Regions from separate parts of the Bombyx mori genome. Here region 1 is linked to region 2. Evidence: chromatin contacts called from public Hi-C data. All regions are on one chromosome and are shown on one strand. The core of a region is the stretch at or near the end of the contact, and the rest is flanking DNA. Distances in the headings are between cores, read along the strand shown.

Region 1 (5,305 bases), core at 1,503-4,002, 83 kb after region 2:
ATTACTGCTTCACGGCAGAAATAGGCAGGGTGGTGGTACCTTCCCGTGCGGACTCACAAGAGCTCCCATCACCGATAAACAAGAGGTTAAGAGTTGAATTTAAAGGAAACTAAAGGCAGCGTCAAGGAGAACTCCATACGTGTTCGTTCTGTGAGCGTAAGCATTAAAAGTGTGTAGGTACGTTAAAAATAAACTAAACGTTCGTGGTCTTGTCAAAGGCGTTGTTACAGAGACGGGCGATTCAAATTATTTATTGTTCTTCACGTCTCCCGGTAATGCATTACATTTCTATTTTCGTTAACCAAATATTTGTTTTAACAGTTCAAAAGAACATTTGTTTGGTTCCGAAGGTTCTATGAGTAATGTTTTTATATTTTAAGGTGCACCAATAGGTACTGCCGTCTTACTAGTGAGTCCACGTGGGTAAGTACCACCGCCCTGCCTATTGCTGCCGTGAAGCAGTAATGCGTTTCGGTTTGAAGGGTGGCGCAACCATTGTAACTATATTTAAGTCCTTAGAACCTATATCTCAAGGTGGGTGGCGCGTTGACGTTGTAGATGTCTATGGGCTCCAGTAACCACTTAACACCAGGTGGGTTGGGAGCTCGTTCAGCCATCTAAGCAATAAAAAAAATTCGGGTGCGAACTAGTCATGCGGGACGTGAGACAACCGTTATACGATATAATTGAGACATCTGCCTCATGTTTCAAGTTGGGTGGAGGCATTTACGTTGCTTAGGTAACCCCATAACACCGGTTCGATCGTGATCACGTTCACACGTCTATGTATTTCAAAGCCTTGTGTAATATAATAAATACGTGCAAATCTAAATTCGGACAACAGATCGATGCAAACGTGTGGAAGAATGTGAAAAAATTTACATATTCATTAGAAAGACTTGCGCAAAATCATGTTTCGTGACTATGAAAATATTTGTATCGAATCGCAATGTTTTTATACGAAAATAATTTTGAAATACTTATCAAATATTCAGCAAAAAAACTTTACTAAATTTAGTGAATGAATATTTTGCAAGAATAACCATAACATACGTCTTGTTTGAAGTCGTCGTGGCCTAAAGGATAAGACGTCCGGTGCGTTCGTATCTCTAGCGATGCACCTTACACGTCATCTCGGATCCTCCCGATCTACTAACGGTGCTTTTAGGTACTTCAAGCACCGGTCACCGTTCTCGTCGAACCCGTCGCTTGCGACGAAGGGCTCGACGAGTAAATTAACTCTCAGACACAGCCCACTGAGTTTCTCGCCGGATCTTCTCAGTGGGTCGCGTTTCCGATCCGGTAGTAGATTCTGCGAAGCACGGATCTTGCTAGGGTTCGTGTTAGCATCGTTGTCAGGTTTGAGCCCCGTGAGCTCACCTACTAGCCACGGTTACGCTGGAATAGCCGCTCCAGGCTACCAGCTTAGGTAGAAAAAAAAAAAAGGTATTCGAATTCCGCAGGCGGGTACCAATTTTTTTAATGAAATACGTACTTGGCCAAATGTGTTCACGATACGAGTACCTTCATTGCCACGTATCCACAAATAATATAAAGTATACGAAACCTCGGTAATGATCGAAAACGAAATTAAAAATTGAAAAAGTATTTTCAATTATTACAACGACAAAACTCGAATGACCAGCCTTCATATTTTTATTCATAACCGAATTCACATTCACCCATATTAATTTGAATACTTACCCTTTGTATATTTGACTTAAAATTTTGAAAATATGTTACTACCTACTTGAACAAAAATGATGGATGAATTATTATTTACATTAAAATATTATTATTTCATACAGACATTAACTTTCCGTTTCTAGTATTCATTCCATTTGCAATTTAATTGAATTCATTATATGAAATCTATGCTTTTTTCAATGCAACAAATGGAATTTGACGGTAGGTATTAGGTAAAACTTGGATTACTGTACGCTTCATTGAGAGAGATTTCCTCCCGTGTCTTAGACGAATGCCGATTATAACAATGAATAATAAGATATACAGAAAATTTTGCGCGAAAAATTACTTTGTTATCCATTACTCGTTTATTCACCTTACCATTTAATTACGTACTTGAGTCTATTGGAGGACCTAGGTATGTGAGCACAAAATAGTTTCAATATCTCCACATATGGAGTCAATCTTTGTCTTGAACTACGTACATTGTTTTGCCACAGTAATTATTTCCTTGTACACGAAAATCCGGTAAATGTATTGGCCAGAAACCCGATCTGAACGTTCTTGGAAGATTTAATCTCTAGCAACTATTTCACTGTTGCCGTTTACGTCTAAAATCGACGAGATTGGCTTGTTCCTTAATTTCGAAACGCGACCTACTTCGTCTCCTATGCAATATAATGTGTTATTTTACAATCTGTAACGTATGTCATAGTAATATGTTTTATAGTAATATTCCTAGGCGTCTACGAGGCGGCGTGGCATGGCAAACCATGGAAAGTACAGTTAAAATAACTTTAAAACACTCACGCAACGAGAGACAACGCCGGAGATGCTTAGAAGATTACGTTTTTTCTGCTGTGTAGACAATTTAGTTAAGTCTCGGTCGGTCCTGTACACTTCTAGAGCACATATAAACGTTTTTATTCACAAATGTTTTGCGTGTAATTGTATTATTTCACGGGTCAGTTCTAAATACGGTTCACGGTTTGTCACGAGGAGTGGCAAAAGAACCTTAGACACACATCCAACTGGCGCGACGCAGCGCGACTGACTGCCGATCTGAGCGCCTCTAGCGAAGCGCAACGAAACGTAACGTAAAATTTGACATGGCGTATTCAATAATGGCGTAAATAGTGAATAAAGTTCATCCGAAATACAGCTTTGTTATATTTATTCCGACAGTTCATTATTGTTTCATTTTGATTTCCGAACAGATTGGTTAGGATTTGTTTTCGTTCTTTACTCATAAATAATTTTAAAATAAAATGTAGAAATGTAACTAGATTTAATTATTATTTAACAGAAACTGTTACTCGTACTTGAATCAATTTTAAATGTATTTAATTTTGTTTAACGTCAAACACTGTCATATCAGGCCGTGAGGGATTTTAGTGCTTTTTACACGCTTTATACAGGGTGGCCCATAAGTCCTTTGATATGAAAAAATTTTTATTAAAATAAAACTAATTACATTATGAATTAAATTTTTATTTACATAAAAAGCTTAAAAAACGGGAATTATTTTTTGAAAATAACATCTCCTAAATGTAATCCGTTGCGATCACGGCACTCTTGCAAACGACGTCTAAAATTGTCGATGACTGCGCGGCACGTCACTGCTGAAATGCTTGTCATTTCTCTGCGGATGTTTTCTTTTAGGGCCTCAATTGACCGCGGGTTTGTGTCGTATACTTTAGCCTTAAGGTAGCCCCACAAAAAAAAATCCATCGGGGTCAGATCTGGACTACGTGGAGGCCAGGAAATGTCTCCTCTCTTAGAGATAACTTTGCCAGGAAAAAGTTGACGGATAACGGGCATAGCAGTGTTAGAGGTGTGAGAAGTGGCCCCATCCTGTTGAAACCACGTCCTGGCATTAAAGCCTGAAAAGTTTTGCAATTCTGGTATGAAAAACTCTTCGATCATAGCCACATATCGCTCCGACGTAACAGTAACTGCGCGCCCTCTGCCATCCTCAAAGAAGTAAGGCCCTAGGATACCATGGGCTGACATAGCGGCCCAAACAGTCACTTTCGGACTATGTAAGGGCTTCTGATGCTTAAGTTTTGGATTGATGGGGCTCCAATAGCGGCAATTTTGTTTACTAACATGCCCGTTAAGATGGAAATGAGCCTCGTCAGAGAACATTATGTTATTGAAGGAAGTAAACCGATTCAACATTTCATTCGCATAATTTTGTCTTTGAATACCGTCAGTTTCCTTTAATTCTTGAACCAACTGAATTTTGTAAGGGTGCATATGTAAATCTTTCTTCAAAATCCGTTGTAACGATGTCCTGGATACGTTTAATGCTCTGGCGCGCTTACGAGTTGACTGTGTCGGATTTTCGCGAATAGACTGTGTCACTGTGTCTATGTTTTGTTCCGTACGTGACGTCCTTGGGCGACCCAACCGCGGTTTATCTAACGTCGAACCGGTCTCCTCGAACTTAGCAACCCAGTTCTTAATCGTTTGAAGAGTTGGAGTGTCGTCAAAGTTGTGTAAACCTTTGTGTTCTCGAAATTTACGCCGCGCAACGGTTGGCGAATTGTCGTTTTTATAAAACTCGCGCACACAAAACGCACGGTCCGCTCCGGTAAAACGCTCCATCGCGACTAAATTCCCAGAAACCGAAGTTACTCCCCCCGCTTCCCCTGCACCGCTCACGCGCGCCCTGTTAGTTTTATTCAAATTTTACTTTTCAAAGGACTTATGGGCCACCCTGTATTAGCTTCATTTGTATGTTTGTAACTGACCTTTAGCGCGATTTTGACCCACTTCCAACGGTCAGATTTCATTCAAACTTTGTAGATTTATCGAGGACCGATGGCAATACACTAATTTGATAAGATTATTCCATTATTCAATTTGCAAAATAAGATTTTTGCCAATTTATATAATTTTTATCTATAGTCGATAGGCGATAGGCAGGAATTGATGTTAAAGTACTTAATAGTTTTAAAAATACGCACCCCACATTTTTTTTACAATAAAATATATTTTACACTATTTTTAATTTAAATTTATTAAAATTTAATTTCTATTTTTAGTTGAATATTATATAAAGCGGGTTTTTTAGTTTTTTTAAACTATTATAGTTTATAAATATTATACTTCGATCTCGGCTATGAACCGTTTAAGTAAGGAAGGTTATTAGCTCTTAAAAATATATTTCTTTAACTATGTTTTATTACAATAGAAATGCGGGCTGCGGGTCTTTCTGGACCCTCTTACGATGTAAACAAGATCATAAATCATTATTGTCCTCATTTCATTACCAATAACTTGAGTTATGTTATTATCGCCAAGCAGCTGTTAATTTGTGGCTTTAACAGAAGACTTACTAAGCGCCGGTACTATCATCATATTATTATTATTATTATTTTTTTCGGGCCGGGGGCCGAACCTCCTACGAGGTCCCCGCGCCTAGGGGGCGCGCGGGGTATGTGAGACTCAACGATCTGCAGGTGTTGAGAGCAGATCGCGGGCCCAAGGATTTTAGGGCCCACCCACTAAACGACTCCCCTGCACTCTTACACCCGACGTCCGATCTCCGTACGGGGTCAGAACCCACCTAAGCAATTAATAAAAAAAAAAAAACCAGTTCATTAACAAATCG
Region 2 (5,659 bases), core at 2,636-5,135:
ACAGTATCGCAGTTTTGTAATTCATTCTTTAAATTTTCCGTTCAGATTAGAATAGTTAAGTTGCAAGTACACAATGCATCATGATTACTGCCTGTCAGACGTTGTAAATTAAACCAGATTTTTTGTTCTCAGGCAAAGTCTGACTATAAAAACCGTTACCGCTCTCTGTTAAGGTTTAATTTCGTATGAAATGATCAGCTTAGAAGGCATCTGTGAATATTATGTATTGGCCAGATATGACCGATTTTCGTAATTGGGATTGCGCTACTGTATATTACAATAGATTCGAAGTTAATGATATAATGGAGAAGAGAGCGTGTTTTTGACTGTTTGGTAAAGGTCTCTTGTCTAACGAACGTTAAGAAGAGTTTGAAGTTTTCAGCGGCCTGACCTTACAGGTGTCCGGGATCATGGTAGAGATTTGCTATCAGATGAACATCTTGAAGGTTATTGGCCTTATTGATCGATGAGCTGGTCAAAATTGTTGGTAGGGACTGGATGCGAAAGGCAAGAGACCGAAAAGAACGAGAAGAGACCTACACTCAGCATTAGGTGGACACGGGTTGAAGAAGAGAGAGAGAGAGAACATTTTGAGAAGCTGTCTTCTACAAGAGTGCGCAATAGGTATTGTTTTTAAATTCTAAAATACGAAGTATTCCAACCCAATTCAGGATGAGGTGGCTTAGTGTCTTACTTAGCAGATACCATTTTGTCTCTGCGTACCTGATTTTGGTGGTTATAAATACACTTGGGTCGTGTAAAACGTGAGATGTACTGTTCAAATATTTTGACGTGACAATTGGGCATAGTCAGTTTTATTTTTTTATTTCTTTAAACGAAAAACCACTTCGAGGAATAAATAGACTAGCTGAATACAGAAAGTAAATTTTTGATGAAAAATATTTTTTAATTAGCAATACTTTAATCGAGTTTGACCTTTCTCAAATGTCATCATGATTGGCTTCATTGTAATATATTTTAGCCTAATTTGATTTACTCTGTATAACTCAGATGTCACGTTTTTTATGATTTTACTGATAATCTCAAAGCACTTATATAATTTCAACTCGAAACAGGAAGGTGGTCATGACTTTAACGCTTTCAAGATTTGTCTACCTATGCGATGTATAAGATGAAACATGAGTGCCGTGTCACAGTGAAAAGATTTTGACGCTTTACGGCCCTGATAATATCATCACTTCGAAAAGCGATGACATTTTCAAAAATCGATATTTTTTTAATCGATCTAACTCGATAGGCCCGATGGCTGTGATCATGTAACCAGGGGTCATAATACGGTAGTACCACAACGATTTTATTACATTCATAGATATAACTATATTACTGATATGAATAGGTATTTCCAATTCTTACCTATTCGGCCATAGACAATAACCGAATACTTTTAAATGAAACTCTTCGTTCTTATTCCCACCGTGTGCGTCCATATACATATGGAATCTATAGTTAAGAATAGGTCAATGATCGATTTGTTTGCGACTTGCCAGAGGTCAGGTCTACAATCACAGACGGAATCATCAAATGAAGGCGATTTGATTCGATCTGTTAATGACGTTAAAATAGCCGTGTTCAATGTTAATTTTCGCTTCCAACGGTGTACCGAGAGTTCGTTGGCCCCGACAGCCATATTTGACCATAGACTATGGCGGTGTTGTCAGTTAACAGAGCATGACCATAAATTACAAAAGCCTCCCATTCGGTTGTTAGTTTTGGTACGCATCACTGATTTTTATTTGCGTTCATAAAATGTGAATTTGGGAAATTAAATTTGCTTATGTCCGATTGTATACAAGTTGTAAACATTACATTCGCTGTGACGAAACGAGTATCATGTTCTAGCCTTATAATAAATCAGACTACTAAATTAGATAAGTTTATAGATCCTTAACTCACATATTATTATAATGAAAATGCAATTAAAAAGCGCACCCCTAGGCTCCCTCAAGGCCGTTGACCTCACCGGTCAGTTGATTACTAGTTGCTTTAATACTATTAATACATTGAGGACTTTGCATAAAAATAATAATAGCAAAATCTAGATTTTAGAGTGTAATTGTTAGAGCTGTCGTCTTTGCGTCCTCGACAACGATCATGTTTTTCGGCCAACGTAATATGCAGAGGAGCACTCGGCGTACCCCAGTGGTCTATGATACTTATGGAAGTCAGGAATCATTTCTCAGAGCAGTCCCTGTGGAGCTTACGGCACAAAACACCGAAGTCCCACTGTAGACGCAGAGGGACTCTGTTCCAAATGCGTGTAGCACTTGTTACCTTTTTTTATTCTTTAGATGAGTGGACGAGCTCACAGCCCATCTGGTGTTAAATGGTTACTGGAGCCCATAGATATCTACATCGTAAATGCGTCACCGACCTTGAGATATAAGTTCTAAGTTTTCAAGTATAGTTACAACGGCTACTCAACCCTTTAAACCGAAACGCATTACTGCTTCACGGCAGAAATAGGCAGGGTGTCATAATTTTTCAGCTTGTAATTTGTTACTTTTTTATAATAAAAAATCATAAGTTTAATATCTACGTCGTCAATTCTGTTCGAGTCTGTCGTTCCGTGATCAATCGCAATATTTTTGTAAACGTCTGCACGATGAGTAATTGATGAATGTGGCGAACACGTAATTTTAATTAAATTGATTTTAAGTACATCGAAATTTGAGGACTGGTCATCTCATTTGATGATAGCACATCAGTCAATTAATCATAAGATACGGGTATTCGATATTTTTCTCCTACTACTACTTCCTACTTCCCGATCACCTGTGCGTAGTTATAGTATGGTTACCTTATTTCCTTTTTTATTTTTTTATTGCTTAGATGTGTGGACGAGTGCACAGCCCACCTGGTGTTAAGTGTTTACTGGAGCCCAAGCGTTTCTTTGCTGTGTAGGTGGTAGAGTGTGGTATATGCACGGATGAACTGGTACCACTGTCCATTCAGTCTCGAAGCAATCACGCGTTCTGATGGTAGACAGAAGAACAAGATATTTCGAGGTCGTTTTCCTGTCTACACTAATAAATAGAAGATTAATGGGAAATTGATTCACACCAAGACATCGCATGGTCGTGTACCAGGTTTCAAGTAAACTAAACCGAAATTACTCTGCAGTTCTGTTCTTTTCCAACATAACAAAATAACGAAATTATGAAAGATATTATCCTAAGCTGTATGACTAACGACGATCAAACATTTTGTATAAGTGGTTACTGGAACCCATAGACATCTACATCGTAAATGCGCCACCCACCTTGAGATATAAGATCTAAGGTCTCAAGTATAGTTACAACGGCTGCTCCAACCTTCAAACCGAAACGCATTACTGCTTCACGGCAGAAATAGACGAGGTGGTGGTACCTACCCGTGCGGACAAGAGGTCCTACCACCAGTAAAAGTCCTCTACTCCTCCTCCGAATTCTCATCACGAGTATTTCGTATTGACGTTTTACCACCCATCTTTCTGTCTGTAGAGTAAAGTTTGTTTGTTCTAATAAAATAGGGGTTTACAACTATTGCCTCAAGAAGAGTGGCAACTTTTGGGTCACGTTGTCGGTGGATTCTGATAATCGCTCAGTATTCGATGGGCCGTGGCTACGTTTTGACATACGTGACCAAATTGTTTATGAGAACATTGTGTTCGACTTTTCAAAATACCAAAACCGGTAACAGTTCACAAACCACATGATATCTATACAGACATAGTGGCTTCAGCTCAGCCACCGCTATAAAACAACAGACAGCCTGTTATGTTACTAAATAAATATAACTAGATGATTATAATAAATAATATTGAATATAATTCAACAATTCGACCTGAAGATAACCTCAAAAGATAGTGTCGAGTATTTCATGACAATCGAAACAATGAGACGGGAGACACCTTCGTTCACATCGCGTAACAAGGTTGTGTTTCACAGTATCCGGCAGTTGACGGCATTTTACAATATTTCAATTTTATTTGTTTTTTTATTTTTTTGTTTTTTTTTTGTTCTTATAGCCATTGTAGACAGCTGTGCGTATGGTCTATCTGGTGGCGTGTTACCATTGCTCATGGACGTTATAAATACCAGAGACACAGCTAAGCCGCGGCTTCCTGCCGAAGACTCCCGTCAAACCTTATTCAAAGATACCTTTCTGGATGATAGACAAAAGTACTTTTTTTAAATTCCTACCTAAGCTGATAGCCTTGAGAGGCTATGTCAACGTAACCTAACAAACCTGACGACAACCAAAAGCACTGCCGTTACTGTTAACAGTATTAAAAATTAATCCAAGAAAAGCGCTAATATCAAACTACCCACACAATCATACGACAGACATTTTGAATTATTTTAACGAAACATCAATTTTCCTAGTGTAACAATAATACATTATTGATTATAATTAATGACCAGAATCTTTATTTGGACTTTTCTTGAGTAATAGGTGCCGGAAATGATATGCTCACACGAGACAGCAGTAGTCCATACAGATCTCGGAAAACCAAAAGTTTATCTTAAGCAAAGTTTGATTTTGGAATCCGATCCGGATACCGGAGTTTAAAAGGTAAATTGAAAAAGATATAGAGATAATAGCGAGGTGTGTTCAGAAAAACGGAAAGCTTTTGTTGAATAAAATAGCGATAAGTCTGTCAGGAATCCGCGCGATCCCGGATTCGATTGTTTTCATCGTTGAATCACGAAATATTTTAAATAAAATGAGAATAGTCTCCCACACGATGACCACATATTGCTTTTATAATGAGAATACCATGTGGGAGAAACACATCGTTGTACTGTACATTCGAGTGACTCATGCGAGCCATACGTCACGCGACTTGTGCAAAAACATTCCTTAAATGAATAGGGAAAAAGTTAATTTTTGGTTTAGTAGTATTTTTGCAAATCAGGGAATTGTTTATATTTGTATATAATTACTAGCTGACCCGGCAGACTTCGTAGTGCCTTAATCGATAAGTTAAATACCTAAACTTTATTTAATTCCGAGAATTTTCATATTTATCTACCTTTGAAACCTTCTCTGGACTTCCGCAAATAATTCAAGACCAAAATTAGCCGAATCGGTCCAGCCGTTCTCGAGTTTTAGCGAGACAAACGAACAGCAATTCATTTTTATATATAGAGATAGATAGATTACGATTACGAATATTTATTTTTAACTAAACAAGAGTTAGTTGGATTTAATGAAGGTCATTTCTGAGTTTGATCTTCCAAATCTTTTTTTTTTATTGCTTAGATGGGTGGACGAGCTCATATAAAACATTTCTAATGCACACAGATATTACTGGTGGTAGGACATCTTGTGAGTCTGCACGGGTAGATACCACCGCTCTGCCTATTTCTGCCGTGAAGCAGTAATGCGTTTCGGTTTGAAGGGTGGGGCAGCCGTTGTAACTATACTGAGACCTTAGAAGTTATATCTCAAGGTGGGTGGCGGCATTTACGTTGTAGATGTCTATGGGCTCCAGTAACCACTTAACACCAGGTGGGCTGTGAGCTCGTCCACCCATCTAAGCAATAAAAAAACATATTAAGCCAGTAACATCGCTTGCTAATTGCGGTTCGGCAATGCTGCAAGTCGCTTCTTTTGCGGTCGGGTTCGGAACGATATCTTTAGTCGCATTCCTGTT

The links. A called contact is a pair of places that touch in the nucleus more often than the background predicts.
Region 1: a contact with region 2 is called in a Hi-C map of whole pupa, with 1.7 times the contacts expected there. The contact joins the promoter of LOC101742048 here to the enhancer-like site in region 2. A contact is called at or near these places in 2 of 7 Hi-C or Micro-C datasets (both in whole pupa).

The regions. Positions count from the first base shown.
Region 1 is chr7:1,348,161-1,353,465 of ASM3026992v2, forward strand. LOC101742048 (LIM domain only protein 7) reads right to left here and starts at 2,753. Exons shown (of 17, transcript XM_004923229.5): 1 at 2,497-2,753.
Region 2 is chr7:1,264,071-1,269,729 of ASM3026992v2, forward strand. All of the region lies in intron 2 of LOC101742048 (LIM domain only protein 7), which reads right to left. Among protein-coding and RNA genes, the nearest start is that of LOC134199127, 23 kb to the left of the region's middle. Within about 2 kb of position 3,886, at least 5 of the 8 cell types and tissues checked have open chromatin away from gene starts, as enhancers often do.